Regions from separate parts of the Zea mays genome. Here region 2 is linked to region 1. A link is a contact called in public Hi-C data. All regions are on one chromosome and are shown on one strand. The core of a region is the stretch at or near the end of the contact, and the rest is flanking DNA. Distances in the headings are between cores, read along the strand shown.

Region 1 (6,093 bases), core at 1,304-3,803:
CGTCGGACCCGTCACATTTCATGATAAATGGATCCTCCCTGGATCTAATTTTACTGGGAAACTCAGTCAGAACATAGTGACATCTACAGCTGCATCAGGGGCATAAGATGAGGTAGAAACTGATCGCGTGTCTAGCGGTTGCTACAGATCGGCAGAAACTCCGATGACTATTACAAATATGATCAACTATTCACATGATTTTGCATTATTCTCTTAAGTGCTTTCTGAGACTAGAAACAACACTGGTTACCTATGTACTCTTTATATGCAGATAATGCTATATCTCAGTTCCGACCTCAATGGACAGACCCGTCCCCTGTGGATGACTCTGCAATGAACAGTGAATAGCTAACAAACAACAATCGGCAATAGATGAACGATCGGTGATAGACGATGGAACGATCAGCGTGTCCCGTAACTATTCCCAAGAGTAAGTCACAAAGAATATAAGTTGTTTGTTGATCACTCTGTTAAAAAAAATCTTGCTACATTTGATTATGCATAGTCCCATGTGTATACATTTGACCAATAATTTCCGATGCAACATATCCTTAGAATCCTTCAACTTTATGATAGACCGCCTCGCCTCGCCATTGCTGTCAGACTTCATTTCGATTAGAATTATTGCCTCTTAATTACCGTAATGTTAGCACGAGCACCTTACTAGTATAGTTGAGTATGATACTTAGTTATTCAATCATCCCAAACAGTCTTCGTTTGGTTGGCCCTACCGCTCAACGCTACGACATGCTGTCCTGCTCACATAGGTGAACGCCCAGCGTCATCCTATGCTATCCTACTCTCGGACATAAGCCGTAAAGTGGTTGTTGGCCTGCTACGATCACGTACGGTAGTTCTCAAGTCAGAACAGAATACATTCAAAACTTAATTTCTGTCGGGGTAACCCCACCATGTTGCCAATTCGCCAAAGGATCGGGCAGTACTGCAAGACGCCGGAACACGCCATCGACGATTGACCTTCGCACGTACGCGCATGTGTATATCATAGACATGGAGCTAGCTAATTGTCGTTTGTTGTTTGGTCCATCGGTAGTCGTTGCTTCGGTCTACTGCCTGTCAGGAGTTTGTTTAGGTTATTGCACGAGATCTATATTGATAGTGTACTTAGTGTCTTTTTTATCAAAGAATGTTCGGAAAAAAACTGTATAAGATGATACAGTGGGGCAAGTAAGTTTTTTTTATGATTCTAGTTAATAATCTTATTTTGAACCTTTCAAAATATGTAAGCTTTTGGCTAGGGTCCATGAAAAGGCTGAAATCTTAGGCACGGGTCCGTGAAAGTGGCAACCGAGGCAAAACCAAAACGGATCGGGGGTAAAAGCACCCGTCTTTTCCCCCCGAAACACGTAGCCGGACCCGGACGAAATCCTGTCCCAGACAACGACCGGCATACGCTGGGAAGCCTGCCTGTCTGGCGTCTGCCGGATGTAGCTCTGCTTGTTTTGAAGAGAAGATTTCTACGATGTGGTTCTGCTACCTAAGAACTGCCATATTATTTATGGCCTAGTTTTGAAGGTAACACTTGTGCTTCTCAACACACTTGAAAATGAACTTGCATAATAATAATAATACGTATATAGGCCAGTTGCCTAGGCCTAGCCGGCTAGCCCACAGAAGAAGGAACAGGTTCGCTTTGTTTTCGCTGGCTTTCTGTTGTTCTTTCGCTCCAACACGACACAAAAAAGCAGTCTGTCAGAGAGAGAGTGAGAGTAAATGCTATAGAGTCACAGGATAGAGACATCGTACGCGGAGAAAAAGACGACACACGGTACTCACATGATCCATCATCATTTGATCACACAGCCTCCTCCAAAAGAAGAAGAAAAAAAAGAAAAAAAAGAAAGTGAGAAAAAATAACACTCGTACAGCCAAAGCACACCGTCATGAGCTTACACGAAGCATCCCCGCAGCCGCAGGCAGAGCCGAGCGAGATGCCCTTATCATTACTACACCTCAATCTCATCTCATCTCAGAGGGGAATCCCCACCGCCATTATCTCAGCTCCAAATCCAACCTGCACAACAGGCTGAAGATGAGCGTGAGCTGGAGCCTCCTCTCCGAACAGACACAGCCAAGGCCAAGCCGAACGATAAACAGAGGAGCTAAATACGGAAGACATTTTAAATAAGTTCAGTCTTCACTCCTCGTTATACCCAAAAAAAAAAACTTGTCTCTTTCGCTTCATGCCTTCATAATCAAATACAGATAGGTGATTTTGAAATTTCACATAATCTTTTCTTTTATAGTAGATAGATGATTAAATAAATAGGCCTAACACGACAGGGTCTTGATCGGCGCCTTTTATTAATAAGCAAGAAGATGGTGGTGGATGGCCCCCAGCACGAGGACAAACAAAGACCAGCTCTCCGCTCCGCCGCACCTCTCCCCTCTTCGCCCAGCCGCTGCCACGCCCACGCGCAATCAGAACTGCAGGCCAGCACCACCTCCACCCCCCCCCCCCCCCCCCCCCCCCCCCCCCCCCCGAACGGCTATAATTAGGCGGTTGCCGGAATCCCCTCTGTCTCGCACCGCAGCAATTCCCCGGCCCCTTCGCACCGTTTCCCTCTGCGCTCCCACCCCCCGCCCCCCGAAATCACCGCCGCGCCCCGCGTCTCGCCCACGCTCACAAGGAAAGGAGGGGAGGAGACCGGGGCCCAGACGCCAACGCGCGGACCCCTCGAGTAGGGCGAGGTCCGGGCTCCGCTCCCGGTTTCCGGGGAGAGTGCGGAGGACCCCCATCGTGCGCGCCATTGAACTCTGCTCCCGGCTGCTCGCCGGGGAGAGGGCGGAGGACCCGATCGTGCCGTCTCAACCCGCTCCGCACCCGCGCGGCCGCGGGCGTGGTGCTCCCGCGCCTTCCGGGCGCCTCCTGCTTCTCCGTGCGCCCTCGGCTCCATGGAGGCCGGCTACTGCAACCGCAAGAAGACCGACGGCATCTGCGAGTCAGTCTGCGACAGCGAGGTGAGGCACCGCTCCGGCTCCAGCCAGACAGATCTGTCCCTTTCCCTACCGCTCCGCCGCGTGTAACGCCTCTGCGGATCGCCTGGTCCGCCGGGGGGAGACGCGGACGCGGTCGTCGCGGTGCTTGTCTTTTCCTCTTCCACGCTGCTTAAACGCGTTTTGCTCCACGCTGAGCTGCTTGCTTGCTTCGACCTTTTCACCGCTCCAGTTGCGCGGCGTGTTCGCGGCGGCTGCTATTTTGCCGATCTCAGCAGGGTTGCTGTCTTGGATCGGGTGCTCGTGAGATTTCCACAGCCTGGGATCGCATATGCTCGCTTAATTGCGTCCGCGGCAGGCATCTTCCACCTGCCGCGGGTGCTGTGGATTAGGTGGTGCTAAACAAACTGGGGCGCCTGGATGCTTCCGGCTGCGCTAGAATCTCTCCACCTGTATGGATCGGGTCGTCTGCCTAATACCGGAATGAATCTGTCTCTCCACCTGTAAAAGTTTCCAGCTTTTTTTTTTGAACAATCCCCGATTGGTTCCCGTGCCGTAGATGGTGAGGGTTCATGCCGCAAAAGTAATTTTACAGGCTGTTTCCTTCCTTTATATGATACACAAATAAAATTAGCTGATGATTGCTTTCCTCTGTTGGTGGATCCGCACCAGCCTATCACTGATAGATATATTGTTTTCAAAACAGAAAATGCGCATATTCCACCAGACCACCGCTTACTTCTTTAATCTACTGCACATGCATTGTTTTGATGGCCTTTAACACAGCTGCACACTCACGGCGCGGCGGATATTTTAGAAGCTCGTGTTCTCAACATAGGAGTTTGTGATGGCTGTGATGTTCCCTATGTTCAGCCGTTGGATTCATGGTGCTATGTCGTGTCCAGCCAGCTTTGTGCTTGAATAAATAAATGCTCATACGCTCATGTAGCCAGTATTTGCCGTTCTCATGTTTAGTAAATTAAGGCATGTTCCTTCTTTTTGTGTAGCATTTGTTTCGGCAAAACTCAATGATGCCTCTGTCTACAATGCACTAGGTTTCAGTGTTTTTTAACCTCTGGTTGAGTTAGTGCTGCAAAAGTGATCTCCTGACTCTTGACTTTGGAATGATCAGCACTGTTTCAGAGTACAGTTCATTGTATCTGTCACATGTTGTAGCTTTCCAGTTTACTTCTAGTTTAATTTATGCCTTGTTATGATGTGTATTGGTGCATGTCTGATTTCTTATTTGCTCCCTGATACTGTCTGCAGTTTGGCTCGAAGTCAGTCCTGAGCATGTCAAGGCTGAAGTGCGCACTGCGGGGATTTGATCTGAGGGTTCTCTTGATCCTACTGATTGGTGTGCCAATTTTGATCTTTGCCATATATGTGCATGGCCAGAAGGTGACTTACTTCCTCCGACCAATCTGGGAGAAGCCCCCAAAGCCCTTCACAATACTCCCTCACTATTACCATGAAAATGTCTCGATGGGTAACCTATGCAAGTTGCATGGATGGAAAGTCAGGGAGACTCCACGCCGTGTCTTTGATGCCGTGCTCTTCAGCAATGAGCTTGACATCCTTGATATCCGCTGGCACGAGCTTAGCCCGTATGTGTCAGAATTTGTGCTGCTTGAGTCCAATTCAACTTTTACCGGCATAAAGAAGGACCTTCACTTCAAGGAAAACCGCCAACGGTTTGGCTTTGCAGAGTCACGGTTGACCTATGGCATGATAGGTGGAAGGTTTGTGAAGGGAGAGAACCCATTTGTCGAGGAGTCGTATCAAAGGGTTGCTCTCGACCAGCTCATTAAGATTGCGGGCATCACGGATGACGACCTGCTGATCATGTCTGATGTTGATGAGATCCCAAGTGGACACACCATCGACCTCTTGAGATGGTGCGATGACGTTCCGGAGATACTCCATCTCCAGCTCAGGAACTACCTCTACTCGTTCCAATTCCTACTTGACGACAAGAGCTGGAGGGCTTCAGTGCACAGATACAGAGCTGGGAAGACGAGGTATGCACATTTCCGGCAGACGGACGACCTCCTGGCTGATTCAGGGTGGCACTGCAGCTTCTGCTTCCGCTACATAAACGACTTCATCTTCAAGATGAAAGCCTACAGCCACGTCGACCGGATCAGATTCAAGTACTTCCTGAACCCGAAGAGGATTCAGCATGTGATTTGCGAAGGGGCTGACCTTTTCGACATGCTTCCCGAAGAGTACACGTTCCAAGAGATCATCGCCAAGCTGGGGCCTATCCCGAGTACATTCTCCGCCGTTCATCTCCCTGCCTATCTGCTGGAGCAATTCGATCGGTACAGGTACCTTCTCCCAGGCAACTGCGTTAGAGAGAGTGGCTAGGCAGCTGGCTGCCCGCCGTCTGCATCATGACCCTGAGGCGCACGGACGTCGCTCTCTCGCGGATGTCTGTCTTATGGCGGCGGGGGTTGTGTCCGATACGATTGGCTGACTTAGTTGAGTGATCGCTTGGCTGCTGGTTGAGTTCATATGGGATTTTTGTGTACCGTGTAACAGAAACCATGGAAGGCCTGACGGCTGCGTAGCGCAGCGCGTGCTTGATCGCTGCTGCGTTCTTGTTTGGCAGAGGAGAGCTGAGAGCTTTTTGTTCGTTGCTTCCATGATTGATATATGATGAACTCAGAACCTGTTGTAGATCTCATACCGCCGAGCGACATTCAGATTCTTTCTTTCTTTGCTCGTGATGTACATTGCCGTTCACTTACCTAGTTACGTTGAGCCATAGATGTTTCCAATCCAGTTTCTGACTGTTTCTCATACCTGTTGACCATAAAATAATTTTCCGGGATGCCATCTGTTTGCTCTATTACTCGAAGCGCCGAGGTGGAAACGATTCTTACTGACGTCTCGCCATTGGTAAAAGCAGGCTGGTTGATCTCCAGGCGGGGGGTAAAAAAAGGTGCTCTTTTTATGGTCGTTGGTGGTTGGTAAGATCTGAATTGAGGGGTTTCTGCGTTTGCGAAGGATTCGTTTGTTGATTGCCTGAGCAAGGGCGAGCAACCCGTGATGAGAGGCGGGGCATGTGTGGGGCCTTGCCTGGCTGGATGGAGCTGAGCTGGTGCGAACAGGCTGTTGCTGTCGTGCGTG
Region 2 (5,634 bases), core at 1,791-4,290, 390 kb before region 1:
GCTCGGGCTACGCTCCCGAGGTACCCTAGGACATTTCCGAGACCAGCAGGAGCGATTTTGTAACGAAATCCCATCAGAGGGAGGCATCGAGCCCTCGGACCCTATCGAATGGGTCCGGGTCCGGCAAATCACCTGCAGGTACTTTTGGAGCGCGCCTCTGGGCCACTAGCCGACCCTTATCGAACGGGGCACGGGCGTCCACTCGGATCACCCGTTAGCAACTCACTGGAGACACCATGTTCGGCGCCCTCCGAGGGCAACATGGCGCTCCCCCCCTTCCTCCTTGCGGAAAGGCGACGAAGGGGCGTATAGTAAAAGTCGAGACAGTCCTTGATCGTCCTCTCGCTCCGTGCAGAGGCTCGGGGGCCGCTCTCGCAACCCGGCTATGGCCAAACCGTTGACAGCGTCAACAAACCAGCCTAAAAACTCGGAACCTGACCATGCACCCGGGCTACAATCAGGTCGCATGAGTGAACAACCAGGCCAGCCAAGGCATCACGAAAGGCATTAAGACCTCAGAGGAGTCAAACCACTCCTCCGAGGCCTCGGGGGCTACACCCGGCGGGTGCGCTCGCGCGCACCCACCGGAACAAAGTATAGCCGAGAAAGGCCGGTCCCCTCGCAAAAAAGTGCGGCAAAGCCTCCAAGCGAGTACCAACACTCCCTTCGAAGCTCGGGGGCTACTATCGGGTACCATAATTAGGGGTACCCCCAACACTCCTACACACGACTAGTAACCACCATCAGCACAAACCGCAAAGACTGATGGGCGCGGTTTAGGTCAAGGCTTTGTCTACCCAAGGGGCGCGATCTCGCCTCGCCCGAGCCCAGCCTCGGGCAGGAACTGTAGTCCCGGACGAAGTTACGTCTCGCCCGAGGGCCTCCTCAGGCAGTGGGCGCACCCTCGGCACGCCCGAGGCCCAGCTCGGGCAGGCTTCGTCGAGAAGCAACCTCGGCCAAATCGCCTCTCCAACCGACCGTATCGCAGGCGCATTCAATGCGAGGATCGCCTAACACCTTATCCTGACACACGTGCCTCAGTCGGCAAGGTCGAAGTGACCGCAGTCACTTCGCCCTTTCGCTGACCGACCTGACAGGAAAACAACGCCGCTCACTCCGCTCCGACTGCTATGCCACCCACCAGGGTGAGGCTGACAACAGCTAATTTCAGCCTCAGGCGCAACAGAAAGCTCCGCCTCACCCGACCCCAGGGCTCGGCCTCAACCTCGGCCTCTGAAGGTGGTCTCCGCCTCGCCCGACCCCAGGGCTCAACCTCATGAGGAATCGCGTCCTCGCCCGACCCCGGCCTCGGCCTCAGGAGAAGTCTCCGCCTCGCCCGACCTTGGGCTCGGACCGACCGCGCCACGGGGGATACATCATTACCCTACCCCTAGCTAGCTCAGGCTACGGGGGAACAAGACCGGTGTCCCATCTGGCTCGCCCCGGTAACAAGTAATGATGGCTCCCCGCGTGCGTCCATGACGACGGTGGTTCTCAGCCCCCTACGGAAGCAAGGAGACGTCAGCAAGATCCCAGCAGCACCGACAGCTGTACTTCTACAGGGCTCAAACACTTCTCCGATGGCCACGTTATCGCCTACGCAGGGCTCAAGCACTTCTCCGACAGCCAAGTTGGCATGTACATAGGGCTCAGGCACTTCCCTGTCAGACACATTAGCGCCTAGCTACACCCCCACTGTACATCTGGACCCTCTCCTTGCATCTATAAAAGGGAGGTCCGGAGCCTTCATGCGGGAGGGTCGCGCGGGAGAACGAGCTAACGAACAGGCTCACTCTCTCTCTCTCTCGCGAACGCTTGTAACCCCTACTACGAGCACACCCCCCTGGCGTGGGATAACACGAGCCGCTTTCTCCCTTGTGTTCCATCTCCCGCCAACCCATCTGGGCTGGGACACGCAGCGACAAATTTACTCGTCGGTCTAGGGACCCCCCGGGGTCGAAACGCCGACAAAGGTTATGTACAATCTTGAGCCCTTGGACTGGTTTTCCAAATACACATGTAAGGGACTATATGATATAGCATTGAGCCTCTAGATAATAAATGCAGTCAAGACACAATATATATAGAGAGTCGTATAGAGAAGGTGAAGAGCATGTCTCTTGATATTTTTTCACTTGGCCCACTAGTGACCCATCAAGAGACCCATTATTTAATTGGGTGTTACATGCCCTAAGAGCAAGTTTATTATTATAATATACCCGGCTGATAGCTATAAGGATACTTGTAGCCAACTACTTTTGGCTGCATGTATATTAGTTAGCTTTTCACTATTAATAAATGGTCTACTTATGTATCTTACAAAGTTTCTTGATTATCGTGTCTAAACCAGTTGTAAGTTTACAACCCGCTTTTCCTCTCTCTTCTCAATATCAGCATTTAGCCTACTGTAGACTATTATTATACTTGCTCTATAGGAACCAAACAAGACAATATTTTTGTTATCGCCTGAACAACACCTTTTGTATGCCTGAAACTAATAAGACCATGTCCAATAGTTCACTTATATGGTCGCTCAAAACACTGTTTTGCATTATAGACTGCACTATTTGCAGCGTAAAGTTTAAATATTAGTATGAGTATGGCTATGCTGCTAGAGATAGCCTAATAGCATGACCCGTCGCCAGGCCTTATCTCGTCAGACTCTCTTCAATGCTTACCGCAGCCGCCCCCCTTCACGACTGTAGAGGCTGCAACATCACACCAAGAGATAGTTCATCGGTACCCCCTACATCCTCCACTATCTGTGACAGTGATAGCTGCTAGCACAGTATACCACCAAATGTGTGGGTGCGACAGTAGCCACCCTAGCGTCGATGTGTGTGCTAGAAAGTGTTTGCTAGTGGAGTAAAAATTTGTAATAAATAAGAAATATGTATAAAAAATGATATTTTATAGAGGTAGTGATTTATAGCGAGAGAATTTAGAGTAAATAGCTTATAAAGGGTAGAGATATAGGGGAGAGAGTGTGCTGATGTGGCATACTAATAAGAAAACATCGACCTTGCAAAGCGGCCTGACAAGTTTTTGTATTCGCCCAAGCCCGGCCCATCCACCATCCGCTGCTACTCTTCATCACAAACCCTAATAAATCCATCTCCGCCTCTGGTTCGTCCTCCATCTCCTCCCAAATCGCGGCACCAAGCACCCGACCGCTTTCCGCATGGCTTCCCACATCGACTTCCGCTGCTTGGATGAGGGCCTCGGCGGCGAGCGCGGCAAGCGCAAGCGTCGCGAGGATGCCGAGGCGGCGGCCGCGGATTCCATGGACCTCGATGCCGACGCGCACCGGCCGTCTAAGCTCCGCGCCATGCCTTCCCTCTCCGACCCCTCGAAGCCGGCCTCCTTCGGCCAGCCCACCTACGACGGCGTCATCGCAGGGCGGTTGTCGGGACGGCGGTGGAAGGAGGCCCGCACCCGGCGAGCGTCGGCCGTGGCGGTGTCGCGGAAGCCGACCCCGCTGGAGCAGCGCGTCCGGGAGAAGTCGCTGAAGCGCGCGTACCAGGCCCGCAAGGCGGAGCTCAAGGAAGAGATCCGGCAGAACAAGGTGGCCAAGCGGAAGGCCCGCGAGGAGCGTGAGAAGCGGAAGCAGGAGAACGTGCTCCGCACGGGCACCAAACTGCAGAGGGTCACCAACCCAAAGACGATCCAGAAGATCGCCAAGTCCAAGAAGCGCAAGCAGCTCAAGGTCGTCCCCGACGAGTTCCTCGGCGGCAAGAAGTCGGTGGCCAACCGGCGCATGCAGGTGCCTGGACTCGAAAATTGAATCTGACAGGCCTCGATCTCTCTGTATCTGTTCTGTGGCGGCGTTGAGTTGGCAAGGTTAGTTCGACGACGATTTTGTACTTGCTTCTGGTTATGTAGTTTGAAGCGTGATTAAATTAAGCGATTAAAATGGCGTGCAATAGAAGTTATCAAGTTCTGATATGAGATTTTACTGCCGCATAGTCAATTTTGTTGGGATTATGGGCTTTCGATATGAGGTTGCCAATACATCTATCCATCAGTGACCTTTGTATTAACTGCCTGTGGTTTGTTGCACTTGATCGTCAATCGACGTCACTCGATTGTAGGTTCATAGGTTGCAGACTATTGTCCAGAGGCTGGTGGATTTCAGAGTCGGAATCCAATATGGTTAAAGGCTCTGATCTGCAAAGTCAAATTCTGCAAACACCATAGTATAGTTTCCATTCTCAAGTCCAACAGGCAAGACACTGTAGTTGCAAAACATTGGCATTTTGTATCAAAACATGAGCTCTGAGCACAAATAGATGCGTTCGAGGAACTATTGTAACATGAACTGACCTATCATTATATTTGTTTATCACAAAATTGCTTGCCACCAAATTCCTATTAAAAGAAACTTGAGAAACATCAGTGTAATATGGAATAGTTTCTTTACTCGCAAAAAGGTACATCAGGGACAAATGAACTCAGGTAGATGGTTTCTACTTCTTGAATGATTTTGAAACATAGGTAGACCTTTAAAAGGAGATATAAGCTATATGCAGCATAGGTGGCTTTTTTAGATGCATGAAATTTTGAAATGATAGCTTAATAAAAGTGTATACTACAGGCCTAATATCCATGCTGGACTGAATTATCATTAAAGGATAGCAATAAAAATGGTGTTATAGAAGTCAATCACTTACAATTGCAACTCCTGAAAGGCTATTATTATTCCCGAGAAACCTGGATTGAACAACTTCGCTAGCATTAGCAAATGACTAGTGCCCAAAACATAGAAACAAGTATTGGGAAGCACTAAGAACCACACAAGAACTTGAGTAAATTTAGATTCACCAGGTCTTGTGGTACATCACCTATGATATTATAAAAACTCAAATCCCTGTGATGGAAAATAGGATGAGCGTAGGATGGAAAGGAATCATCAAACGATGCATAAACCATAGCAGTTCATCAAACCATATTACACAGAAATACACTTGACTAGAGTTTGAAGAAATAAATTCCTTAGAGTGTGTTTAATTTTGCAAGATTTGAAAAGTTTACCGATCCCAGACTATCAAATGTCTTACAATTCCTCAAAAAATCTCAAGAGTTTTAGGACTTATCAACTTGATTGCACTACATAGTTTGAGTCAATTAGTGGATGAAACGTTATGCATATGTCATGTTACTAATGAATGCCAGTGAAGAACTTCCATTTACTATGTCGCCAATTTGCCTGCATGATGGAACAAGTAATTCATTCTCCCATTTTACAACACTTAGCTACTTCAGTTGGACGAGATTAGACAGAGAAGTTGGAATTGGACCTTGAAAAGAATTTCCTTGGAACCGCCTGCAAAATTATAATTCACCTTACTAGTTTTTATCGTTTATAAAATTAGATTGAGCTACTACCTAGTATAGAAACAAGGAAGATGACATTTCTTTACATTGAAAAAGGGTGAAAATATTTATGTAGATCTGAGTATAACATGTTCAAAAAAGATATACATTAGGAAGGGTGAAGCAATTCATAAATTGCTAAGGCCAGTAATTCGTTAAATTACTATTTGCAACGTGTCCAAATTCCATTTACTATTTCTAGATAGGGTTTAGAAGTGGGGGATGAAGGTTTTTATAGCCCCCACAAATCAAATCTGGCTG

The links. Hi-C and Micro-C count contacts between places; a contact is called where the count stands out from the background.
Region 2: a contact with region 1 is called in a Hi-C map of endosperm, with 4 times the contacts expected there. The contact joins the promoter of LOC100277318 here to the promoter of LOC100282765 in region 1. A contact is called at or near these places in 2 of 25 Hi-C or Micro-C datasets (endosperm and leaf).

Annotation. Positions count from the first base shown.
Region 1 is chr4:135,555,879-135,561,971 of Zm-B73-REFERENCE-NAM-5.0, reverse strand. LOC100282765 (N-acetylglucosaminyltransferase III) reads left to right here and starts at 2,553. Exons shown (of 2, transcript NM_001317937.1): 1 at 2,553-2,982; 2 at 4,228-5,645. The coding sequence starts at 2,917. The coding sequence ends at 5,328.
Region 2 is chr4:135,948,131-135,953,764 of Zm-B73-REFERENCE-NAM-5.0, reverse strand. It overlaps LOC100277318, which reads left to right and starts at 3,040. Exons shown (of 1, transcript NM_001150918.2): 1 at 3,040-3,920. The coding sequence starts at 3,182. The coding sequence ends at 3,784.